Regions from separate parts of the Gossypium arboreum genome. Here region 1 is linked to region 2. The links are chromatin contacts, called in public Hi-C maps. All regions are on one chromosome and are shown on one strand. The core of a region is the stretch at or near the end of the contact, and the rest is flanking DNA. Distances in the headings are between cores, read along the strand shown. Region 1 holds the start of LOC108464244 (outer envelope pore protein 37, chloroplastic-like). Region 2 holds the start of LOC108457506.

Region 1 (6,419 bases), core at 3,849-6,348, 430 kb before region 2:
TTGTTTCCATCTGGATGTTCCTTGTCTGCTTTAAGTTTCCTATATATTGCATAGATTTAGATATGGAGAACAACTCAAGGACATACTTGCAAGAGCTTTTTGGTAGCTTTCCATCAACTGGATCTGGTACTGATGCAATACAGGCTGCAGACACTAGTGATGGAGAGTATGAAATATATGAACAATTTGGTGATAATAACTACTATGATGACGACGACGACGACGACGAAGACGACGATGACGACGACGACGACGACGACGACGACGACGATGATGATGATGGTGGTGGTGGTGGTGGTGGTGGTGTTGGTGGTGATGATAGCTAACGTTCCTAACTCCAAAGTTTACAGGTAGCTTTCTTGCCTTTGTTTTGTCTCCTTTTAGTCATTCATCTTGCTTCACTTACAGCAACAACAGTTCAAAATTTCTAATGGAAATTTATGCGATTGATTTGTTGGTCAGATGATATAGCTAGTGTCTTTCTAAGTTATACTTTCCATAAAGCAGCTTAAACTAATAATAGCTTTGTGTTTCTGATCTCAAACACATTCTTTTTTGAAGTTGTCAAAACTTGTACACTACTGTAACATCTCAGGAGCAAAAAATTTTAATGAGACTTCAAAATAGGTGAACCTATCCAATTGGAACATTACATTTTAGAATCTCTCATAGTTTTTGGCTTTTAGGCCTTTTAATATAAATTGGACGTGAAATTGTTGTGCTGCTTTTTGGTATTTTCACTGTAGATTTCCAGATTCTTGAAGCTACAATACGTGGTAGGATGGGGAAGATATACTGCAGTTAAAGTCTTTCTAGCTAGAGAGAAGGGTGACTAGATATCTGCATGTTCCATTGCAGGTCTTGTTTACATATCAGCTCCTAAATTACCAATTATCAGGTAAACTTCTATAACGTTTTAGTGTATCAGTAATGTATACCATTTTCCAGTTAACCTCATACATGATGTAGCTTGTGTGAATGAACAGAGCTACCTATTAAATGACAATTTTGGTACTAGAATGTCGTACCATGCTACCATCATTTTCTGGTTTCAGGAAGCATCTTTTAGCCAAACTGATTTGTGCTTTAGATAAGGAATATAATGGTATGAAAAAGACATTGTCCTTTGTAAATTAAGAGGAGACAACAAATTTCCAGGAATAATCATCACAGTTGAAGCATTAGCTCTGTTTTTGTTCTTTTTCTTAGTGGACTTAATGTCGCTTCATGGCTAGTCTGCTAGGGCTGTAAATGAATTGGGTCTTAACAATCTTTTTATTCATGCTTGTTTATTTATTTTTGAATCTGCCGGTGTTTGTTAACAATTTTCTAAAATGTTTCTGAGCTTAAGTTCATTTATGTTCAATGCGTTTGTTGATGGCCAAAGAGTAGTTTTTTTAAGAATTTGATTCTTCTAGAAATTAAGTCAAAAGTTGCTGAATTGGCTAGTGTTGCATATAGGGACATGAATTTACGAATTTGAATTTTAGCATCCAATAAATTCATGGATTTAAGAAATAATAATGAATGTTTTATTTTGTATGTTTGTTATCTATTTTTGAAATTCAAGTTTACAAATCAACCTAATGTTTTTTCACATAGACTGATTGGAGACCTTGAAATCATTTTAACAATTTAAGTTGACAATTAAAAATTAGTTACATGATAATGTATAAGACAACTAAATAATCTAAAAAAACAATCCTACATGAATAGCATCATTACACTATTTTGTGAGTAAAAAAATGTGTATGATCCCTGGAGAAAATTGTGGATACGAGTGTTAATGGCACTGGACGACATCACTTGTTCCATCCACTCCATCCCAGGTAAAACCGGCCTCACCTCTGATTGTTTCATATTACCGAAGGCAAAAAATGCAGTCTACATCACCTTCTCTCTGAGATTTTAACAGGAGCCAAACAACCTTTGATTAAGAGGAACATCAATATCATCGTCCACTTGGGGTTATTTAGGTAGTGTAGAGTACAAGATGATGCAACCAATGATAGCTTGATGGGGTCATTTGCGTTCTTAATTTTATGCATGACCTGCCAAAATGATTTTGGTTAAGAGAACCAGAATCGGACTCTTGACTCAGAGTAGAGAGGGAGAGATACAGTCCTGAGTTGAGGCACCACTGGAGCTATTTATCAGAGATGGAAACTGAAATCTGAAAGTTGAAAGAAAGAGGTTTAGGTTACTTCTGTTTTCTTGGCCATCAATTTATTCGTTCCACTTGAATGCTTTGTTCGTTTAGTCTTATACATAGCCTTCCAATTCATATCATAATTTAATTCACTACTTCAACAACCAACTGATGCCATTATGTTATAAATTATAAAGCAATTAGCAATTATATATATCATCACATAAAAAGATGTCCAATAACCATGCCAAAGAGAAACAGGAAGTGTGGCATGGGACAACAATAAAATATCCCACCTCTTTTTAACACGGAACAATATCACTGTTGACGTAATGTCATCCTGTGGTACCTGTAGCATAACCTGGATTTTCATCTTCATGGGGGTCGTCTTTGCCTTGCCATTTTCATCTCCAACCTGAAATGAAAAGAGGATATATATCAAGTCATTGTCGTCATAGGAATGAATCTCAAGCAAACAATTCAGGACAACCAAGTTCAGCAAACGACAAATGCTAGAGAAAACAGAATAAACTTACCCATAGAGAAGCCCAGCAAAGACGAACCTCAGAATCGTAGCCAGCTTTGAATTTCAAGTCTTTGTCATACGTGTGCTTGTACACCACACTCCAATAGTTTGAATCAAGATTGTACCAGTAGCTGCACATAAATGCAATAGAACACTTCAATTGAAATTGACATTGCAGGGAAAAGGCAACCCTCTATAGCTAATGAATCAAATATGTTTCCATATATATATAATGCAAAACAAAAGAAATGGCACCTCTAGCTATTAAGCACATTCATGACAGATTCCAATATTTACAAAGATAAAGTTGTAACTACTAACCTCAATTTATCCGATGGACTGAAGCGTCGCTTGAATGCAAATGACGCCGTATTAGTTGGTAGTGAAATGCTAGGAATAAATGACATTGTCCCATCCTGCAATGAAAACCATCAAAACCATCTACTAAAGCACTCAAAAAGCTTGAAAATTTACACATGCATAATGTTTTCCAACCCAGCATTTTCCTATGAAGAAGGTGATCAGCCACCTCAGCCAATTTTGAAAACCTAGCCATCTAAGTTATTCAACATTAGGTGTACCAATGGATCTCCCATAGAAGCCAGAGTAGCCAATCAATGAACAAGTATATAAACAAGACTGTAAACACAAAGCTAAAACATTGAGGGAAAAAACCCACCTTATATGAGTATCTTAGTTTCAGTTCTTCATCCATGTAACGTGCGGCACCTACCCCATACAAGATTGGACCTTTAACAATTCCATTTATCGACAACCTTGGTACGTCATCCTCTTCCCTCTCCTCTAATGAAAATTCACCGATGGGAAATCTAAATGTCGCTCTGGGCTGCAGCAACAGGAAAGTTCAGATGAGTTAAGAGAGAAAAACAGCTATGACCAATGTTGAAAAACATCAGAGTGGAGGCATAAAATACAAGAGGACTGCCATTAATCAAGTGTTTTAAGCGATGCAAAAGTTAGTATAGTATGGGTTGAATAATGCATAAAGAAAATAACAACAGTATGACACCACATACATTAAGCAACTTAGAACCACAAAAAACTGCTGAAATTGAATTACCACGTCATTCTATGATAAATGATTCTCAATTGTCCATAACTTAATGCCAAGCAATCGATTTTCACTAGTAAGACACCAGGAGAAACAAAACTCACCGATGAAACATCGGGAACAGGTGATGACACTTCAACAGCATAACTAGGATCAGCAAGTTTTGCAATAACTGCCAGTTCAGCTTGTTGTGCCTGAGAAAAAAAAAAAAGAGAGAGAGAGAGATTCAGGGGATATGGCATATGTGGCTTTAAGGAAATATTTATTCAGCACTTAAACAACAATTATGATAGTTGGAGTCAAAAACAATAAACTCCCCATTCCCAAAAATACAACGAAAAAAAGGATTGAAGATAAAAAACAACACAAGGATGTTCAGAGAGGTCTTCAAGACTCAAGTATGACTACCAACTTGACCATTTTATGAAAGCAAATTCCTCTGAAACCCCATTATCAATTTCATAGGCTCGAAAAACGATCACCAAATACAAAGCCCGGTACTCGAAAATTCTCTTGAAAACCAAATAATAAACAATCTTTCATATCTTCCATGCACAATAAAAAAAAGGTTTGAATTTTATGCAATTTTCAATGACATTGCCAACCATGACTCCCACTAAGCCAAAACCGCGAGTTGGAAGGAAAGGAAAACCAACCTTAACATCAATGGCAGCTTTGAAATGCCACGTAGGACCGACATTGTAGTAACCCCGGAATATGGCATTTTGTTCTTCAGGATCGTAGTATATGGACAAGTACTTAGAAAATAGCGCCAACTGGGGCTCCGTGATCTCGCGTTTGGCGTTGTTGATGAAGGAGAGTTTGAGCTTCGCAAGGTTGTCGAAGAGCTTACAAGACAGCTTGTGGAAGAACACGCGGCTATCAGTATCGAACTCTGAAGTCACTCTGAGGGAGGATACCGAAGAGAGAAACTGGTAGGGCTTCGTGGGTGGTGGAGAAGGTGGCGGTGGCTCAGGCTCCGGCTCCAAAGGGGACGGTGGCGGTGGCGGTAACAGGGGCGGGACAAGGTAATTGGGGATTCGAGGAGAAGCGTCCAGCATGGCTAAAATTGGGAGAGGGATTTTGGGGTGTGTAATTGAAGGTATATGGGTGGTAATGGTATTCAAAGGGTTAAAAATTCTGGCCTTTGGTTACCAGAAAAAATCGAGGGGCCAGGGTTACTCTTCGTCAACCTACGCTTTTGCTTTGTTTGGAAATTGATATTTGGGAGAGAGAGTGACGTCTTTTGCATGCTTGTGTACCCGGTTATTTCGATTTCTACATTTTTTAAATTTTCTCATTCTGATTTGCCCCCTTCCCCCCCCCCCCCCATTCTCCCATTTTTTTCTTTTTACCTAAATGTCTTTAGAATGTACTGATTGAACCCTTAACCCTATACTTTTTTTAAGATAAAACTTGGGTTGTTTGGTTTTAATGAGATTGCATTATTTGAATTTTTAATATTTTGATCTTTTCCTAATCTTATATTCGTCAACAATGTTAAGATGTGGTAATGGTACACTATTTTCTTAGGTTATCTAAAATTCCAAGTGAAATATGAAATTATAGACAAAAAGAATATTTTATACTGATATTACTTTTTATCTTGAAATTACTGTGGTTTATTATATTGATGGTTAATGATTTTTTAAAAAGTGTTTGTTGAATGTTATAGGAAAATGAATGGTAAAAGTATCGGGAAGCCCTTGTACTTAGGAGTGAATTGTATTTTGACTTCTTTATTAAAAAATGGATAAATTTGTCCTTATACATTATTTCAAAATGTGCAAATTAACCTATTCATTAAATTTTTCTTGTTAAATAATGGTGTGGAACATTAAATCCATGCTAAAATTATTTTTTTGGGTAAACATTAAAAATGATGACTCGATTATTAATTTTTTTTTTATTTCATCACTAAACTTTTCGAAATTAAATATTTTAGTTACTTTGAGCTAATGTGGGCTTTTTTATTGGTTAGTAACAAAATTAGCCCTTTAATGTTTGCACATTCTATCAATTTGATCCTAAATATAAAAAATTAAACAAATTTAGCCCTCAATGTTTATAAAATTTTTCATTTTAGTTATAATTCTAAAAAATCAATATGGCCCTTAAAATTTATAGAATTTGTCAATTTAGTCTTAGCTCAGAACGAAATGCATAATTGGGTGACCATTTTTATAATTTACCCATAAAAAAATAATTTTCATTAATCTTATATTTCGTTAACCAAACACATGAATATTACATTCTAACCAAATAGACCAAACAAAGTAATGCTATACTCCGTCGATAATCTTACATTAATCTTAAATACCCGTAATCTAAGATTTGGTGAACCAAACGCACTTTTAGAATATGTTTAGATTAAAAAGGAAAAAATTAGTATTTGATTAAACCAGATAAAGGAAAAGAAATAATTGAATATAATATTATTTTTATAATTATAACATTTTTATGATATATTATGTAAAAATGGAGGGTAAAAAAGATATTTAACATCTTAAAAATCTATAGATTTTGTTTCTCTAACTTTCCCACCAATTTGAGGGAATTAAAAATTTGACACTTTGAGAAAAAGCAAGAGTCTCAACTTTTCCTTACCTAAAAAAAAAAATTATCCAAACAAGTTAAACAACTTTCTCTTGCTTTCCTTTCATTTGTTACTT
Region 2 (6,118 bases), core at 1,614-4,113:
AGCGAGCCATCAATCGAGAGGCAAGGGAGCTTCCCAGCATTGAAGCCAACATGAACGTGGCAAAGATAAAACCATGAGGGATCTCCTCATCATTGGGGCTCAAAGCAGGAGTCCAAAGGAACACAAAGGTGTACATTGAGCCTTCAAACAGAGACTGGATGGCACCCAGCAAAGCAATTTTTTCATCTGAAGTGCATGGAAGATTAGACTTAAGGGGGGGAGCAAAAAGGAAAGACAGGAAAGAATCAGTGCATGATGGAGGATGAGTGATAACATGAAAGTATTGGCCTGGAAGGCTAGAACATGTCATCATGATCAATGCATTGAGATTAAAAGTAAATACTGAACTCTACCAGAAGCTATTGCTACAGCAGCACCCCTAAACTGGGTAAGCAGGTCCTTATTTTCTGAGGCATCTCCATAATTTTCTGTCCATGATGATAAAATAATAGCCATCCCAATGGCAAGAAAGCATGCAGCAGCATCAAAAGGAGCCACTGGTCCAAGGGACAATGAACCAACAAGTAGGTTCCCAAACAACCCAGACAAAATGGCAATAAGACCATTGCCAAGAAATATTGCCTTCGAAAATGTTAATGACAACCATTGTTGCTCAAAGCCCCTCTGCAAAGATTAGAAGCACAAACAGAATTGTCAAAACATGATTAAATTTAAAGGATCTATTGACATTAATTGAGCTAAAGGCTCATAGAAGAATGTGGATAAACAGAACTAGATGGTTCGTGCTTTACCATCTGGGGAAACGATGATGGAAAATTTAAGAATTGTAGTATATTCCTATGTATCATGTACACTATGATAGATGTAAACTAAGTATTTCAACACTGTTGGGAAACAACCTGACAGGGAGCAACATACAGCATCTATAATACTAGAAATAATGGTGAAGGTCATAAGAGAATACATCTATAATGTTTATAAGTCCACCTAATAAGCATTAAGAGTAAAGGGGGATAGTTGAAATGCCTCACCTTATTATGTTCAGCAACAAGCCATGACTCAAATGCTGAAAACAGAAGAGACGTAGCAATACCTCCCAAAACACGACCTATCATCAAAACTTTGTATTCAGGAGAATGCTTGGTAATGCAGCTAAGTATGTAAGTTATGCAGTATGTAACGCACGCCCTCCTCCTGCCCCTGAATTGAAAAAATGAAGGTATTTTTGTATCAAGACAAGACATTTCATCCATAAAGCACAATATATCACAACAGAAGCCAAAGTAAAAGCTTACTGTTTGTCAGCTAGAGATCCAACAATTGTCCCAAACAACATGGAAGAGCCAAAACCAGCAATAAAAAGCTGTCCGATCTCCCCTTTTCCAAATCCATATGTACTGTACAGATAGTAAACATATGGACCCTGAAGCCAGTCTCCAGCTATTGACACAACCATTTATTAGAACAGCAAGCTAGAATATGCCCAATTACCACAATATAAGAATGTTAATCTTTCACAATTACCAGAAAACATAACTACAGATATGATCATACCTCCGGAACAGATATCGTGCATTACACTAATGAAGCTACATGTTTATGATGCATATTAATCAAAGAAAGACTTGCTCAAGTGCTAACCTTTTTTTTTTTCACGGTATTGTCAAGTGCTAGCTTAACAGCAAATTTTGATACAATAAGTCAAATTACTGACCAATTGCATCCCAAGGAGACAACTAGAAGCGCCATCACTCCTTCTATTACCAAGAAACTAATTCAAGGGTTTAATGCAACTTTATTTAGCTTTCAGCTAGTTTTACTATCTAAGGAAAAAAAATCTTAATGGGGCAGCGGCAGACTAAACTCGGCAGAAGTAGGACTTTACTCAAGCTCCAAGAAAATAGACTTAATTCTCAATTTTTTATTCAGGACCATCATCAATAAGAGGACCTAGAACCCAAGCAATAGCGACCTGTCTCCGACCCACCAAAAAAAAAAAAAACCAAATCCATCGTCTCAACCAGAAAACAGAAACGGACTAAAAATCGACATACAACTTATTGGAAGTCATTTTCAAGTACTATTTCCTTGTCTTTTACAAGCTAAATCAAATGAATGAATCCCGTTTTCCATTTCCAAAGCAAATAGAAACAGTATTGTTCAAAGTAGTCATTAATGACAAGAACATTATCCACCAAAACGGGTAAAATAACAAAAACTTGCAAATCTAGGAAATGGGCATCTAAATTCATTAAAAAAAATCCACCAACAATAGATCAGATCCATGTTAATGTAAAAAAAAAGTGAGATCCAAAGATAGAAATGGAAATCAGATCTGGGTAAAACAAAACGAGGGTAGTTAGTTACCCATCATGAGAGAGTAGACAAGAAGGTAATTGTTCTTGAAGGAATTGAAAGCAGGGGATGTGTTGATTCGGTCCTTGCTGGTCTTGCTTAGCTCTAATGCGGCCACCACCGCTCCCAATGCCCCGAACACGACGAAGTAGAACAGCTCCATTGCTGCTGCCTGGCCCTGCTACGCAAATTACTAGGAGAGACGCAGATAATAAAATAATGCTGTGAAGCCGAAGCCGAAGCCGAAGCCGAAGCCCAAGGCAATGCGTCTTCTGCACACTGGATTCTTTTTAGTTCTTTAAAAGGGAGTTAGATATGAGATATACCCAGCAAGAAAAGATGATGGATATTCGGTTTCTATTTCCTGCACATGCCTCTGCTTCAGTGGCTTCTTTTCGGAGTGTCCTTAGTTGTTGTACATTTGATTTAATCATTAAAAAGAGTGAGGTACAATGACGAGAGCGTGGGAGGTGTGAGAGAACTTGTGAGGATGAGTAAATATTGGATGAAAACCGCGAAAGACGAGCCTTTAACATTTGGGTCACTTTTTAGCTGGACCTTTTGGTTGTAGGTCCGACACGTGGCGGGATGTGGGTTGTCCGATATGAAGAGTAACAAAGAGGACATGTCGGTGGGTTAAGATCAGATGGACAATGCGCTTTGGATCTTCAAAGAGGATCAAATGAAGTGGACCCATTTAACCTTACCAAAATTGTCTGTGGGCCTTTAGATTACATTGTGAGTCCACCTACCGAAGATATTTATTTTCGTATCATTGTCTTGTCATAACAATGCCAAATATTAGATCTAACCATTCATATTTCAAATGAAAAAAAAACAAAAGAAGACCATTGATATTTCCACTATGAAAATAGAAAAATAATATTCAATGTGTGGATGCTTTAGTTCAGTTAGATAGTAATTTTCAATTACTAGTTGCCTCAGATGTTTTAATTTTTTTAACTTGTTTAGTGTGTGCTTAGGTGAAAATGTGGAGGAATAGAAAAAAAGGAAAGGAAAAGTGGAAAAAATGAATTTTGGGTCTACTTAGTAAGAAAGAAAGTGAGAGAAAAAAAAATAGTAGCGGATATTATTTTTCATCTTAATGCATAAAAAGTAATCATTTCAAATTGAAATAATAAGAGAAAAATGAAAAAGATTTGCATATTAGTTCAAAATTATACATTTTTCAAATATTTTATTTTCTTTCTTTTCATTTTTCACATATACTAAACACACATATGGAAAAAATAATTATGTTTTCCGTCCTTCTAGTTTTCTACCTATTCAATTTTTCATTTTTCCAATTTTCTTTCCTCTCAACCAAGCAAAGCTTTAATGTTTGTAATTCTTTTATTGCCACTTTTAAAGTTCTTTTATAAATTGTTAAAAGATGTTAGGGATAAACCTAAATTAAACAACGAACAAAAATGGTTAGAGAAAATTGGACACAAATATTTAAGTGAAAAAATTCCTTCGATGAAGAGGATAAAAATCCACAACAAAGAAAACTTCACTAGTCGGAAAATAAACTAAAAGAGTATAATGATGGAGAAAAATAAACCCTAATCCCTAAATAATACAAAGCTCTCTGACTAAGAAATGAAATTCCCTTAAAACTCTCTTTTATTGTGTTGTTTCAACAACTCTTCTAAGGTTGCTAAAGCCCTATTTATAAACTAAAATTTGTGCGCTAATATAATTAAAATATCCCTAGAGTTCTTAGATTTCAACTACGAAAAGATAGCATAGTTTAACTCGGAGAAGAAACCCGATCTAGTGGAGAACACGTTGCCATGTCCCAACATCTCGCGTCGTGTTGTCCCAACATCACCCGTTGTCATGACGTATCGTTGTGACTTCATCATTGACTTTGTTTTTACTTTAGTTTAACCCAAAAATGCGAGGCACATTTCACAAATCTCCACCTTAACTCGTATTTTGCCATGTCTTCTTTGTCGAGCCCCGTCTCAAGCCTAATTTGATGTTTGCATGATACTAACCAAGTCCAAACAATAATTGAACTTGGAAACTGGAAGACTTTTAGTCATCATATCGGTTGGATTATTTTTTGTACCAATCTTATAAATCTAAATATCTCTTTGAGCAACACTTCTCGAACAAAGTGATACTGAATGTCTATGTACTTTGTTCTTTCGTGATACATCTGATCTTTAGTGAGATGTATGACACTCTATTACCACAATATACGACAGTTTCTTCTTTTTTCTTAACCAACTCCCCGAATAGACCTTTCAACCAAATGACTTCTTTTACAACTTATGTGATTGTCATATATTCAACTTCAATAGTAGATAAAGCCACAGTGGCTTGAAGCATGGCTTTCCAACTAATGGAACATTTGCCAAAAGCAAAAAGATATCCCATGAGGGATCTTCTTTAAGTCTAAATCTCATGCATAACCTGAGTCTACGTAGCCAACTAGTGTTGGGATTGTCGGTACTCCTCATGGCACAACAGAAAAAAATTTCGGCGATCCTCTACCATAGATGTAACACCCCAATCCTGTGGCCGTTACTGGAAATCGAATACGAGGTGTTACCGAGCTTACTTCATTTATTTCCCCCTATTTATTATTTAATTTTTTTATTTGTTCCAGGCAAGCTGGCTAATTGTATCATAGTCACCTTAAAAATCATATCTTGAGTTCTGGAACTTGAAATCCAATTCCATAAATTTTTTCCGAAACTAAACTCGTATATCTATATAGGGGAATTTTTGTAGAATTTTTGGTTGGGCCAATTAGTACAGTTTATTCATTAAAGTCTCCCCTGTTTCAAGGTTCGACTACACTGACCTCTGTACCTTACGATTTAAATATCTCCCTGTAAAGGGCTTCAATGCCTATGCCGTTTGTCTCTAATGAAACTAGACTCGATAATGAATCTGTACATATAAGGCACGACTTCTAATTATCTCGATAAAATTTACGGTGAATTTTCTAAGTCGAAACAGGGGATCCAGAAATCGCTCTGGCCCTGTTTCACAAGAATTTAATTATCTCCTAACATACAGCTCATATGGTAGTTTCGTTTCTTCCATATGGAAATAGACTCATCAAGCTTCTATTAAATAATTGATTCATTATTTAATTCCATTTCTACTATTTTTAGTGATTTTTCAATCTTACATCACTGCTGCTGTCAGCATCTGTTACTAAAGCAACTATGCCTATTTCATGATTTTTCCTTGATCTAACTAATAATTCATCATACATATTACAAATTATGATCATGACTAGCCATGCCAAGGGTTAATCATCACCGAGCATCTCCCTACTACACTATTACCAAATCATGAATTTAACACCGAAAATAATCAGCCATGACATATGGCATAATAATCGAGTAGGCCTCGACCAATACTCAACCAAAACCAAATTACCGAGACTTGTGTCCAAACATCATAGAACCAAATCCAACCAAACATTATGCCATTTTCGCATGGCTAAAGTTTACATACCCAATTTCAACAAAACATAATAGCCTATACATGCCGAAATGTTCTCCTAGACCAACTAAAAGAAGATACCAAAAGTTGCTAGCCGGTGTGATGGCTTCGACGACGGTCCCGAGCACACAAAATGGATCAAGAACCTAAATAAGCAACAAATAAGCACACCAAATGAGTACATAACTCAGTAAGTCATAAGCACTACTCTACCGTCCAACAATAACGATCATAAGTGAAAAACAAATAATACAAAATCAATTTTTCCAACCATAACAAACTATGCTACAATTTCTTAAATTTTTGGTTCGATCTCATGCCAAGTCCTTCG

What was found. Hi-C and Micro-C count contacts between places; a contact is called where the count stands out from the background.
Region 1: a Hi-C map of leaf shows a contact between it and region 2, with 4 times the contacts expected there. The contact joins the promoter of LOC108464244 here to the promoter of LOC108457506 in region 2. A contact is called at or near these places in 2 of 5 Hi-C or Micro-C datasets (both in leaf).

The regions. Positions count from the first base shown.
Region 1 is chr8:63,673,073-63,679,491 of ASM2569848v2, reverse strand. It overlaps LOC108464244 (outer envelope pore protein 37, chloroplastic-like), which reads right to left and starts at 5,098. Exons shown (of 6, transcript XM_017764431.2): 1 at 4,404-5,098; 2 at 3,852-3,941; 3 at 3,355-3,522; 4 at 2,997-3,091; 5 at 2,686-2,806; 6 at 1,623-2,564. The coding sequence starts at 4,808. The coding sequence ends at 2,307. It overlaps LOC108464243, which reads left to right. Exons shown (of 16, transcript XR_008286816.1): 14 at 55-350; 15 at 562-627; 16 at 747-1,335.
Region 2 is chr8:63,236,386-63,242,503 of ASM2569848v2, reverse strand. LOC108457506 reads right to left here and starts at 2,863. Exons shown (of 8, transcript XM_017756622.2): 1 at 2,329-2,863; 2 at 1,257-1,401; 3 at 993-1,161; 4 at 354-624; 5 at 1-186. The coding sequence starts at 2,479.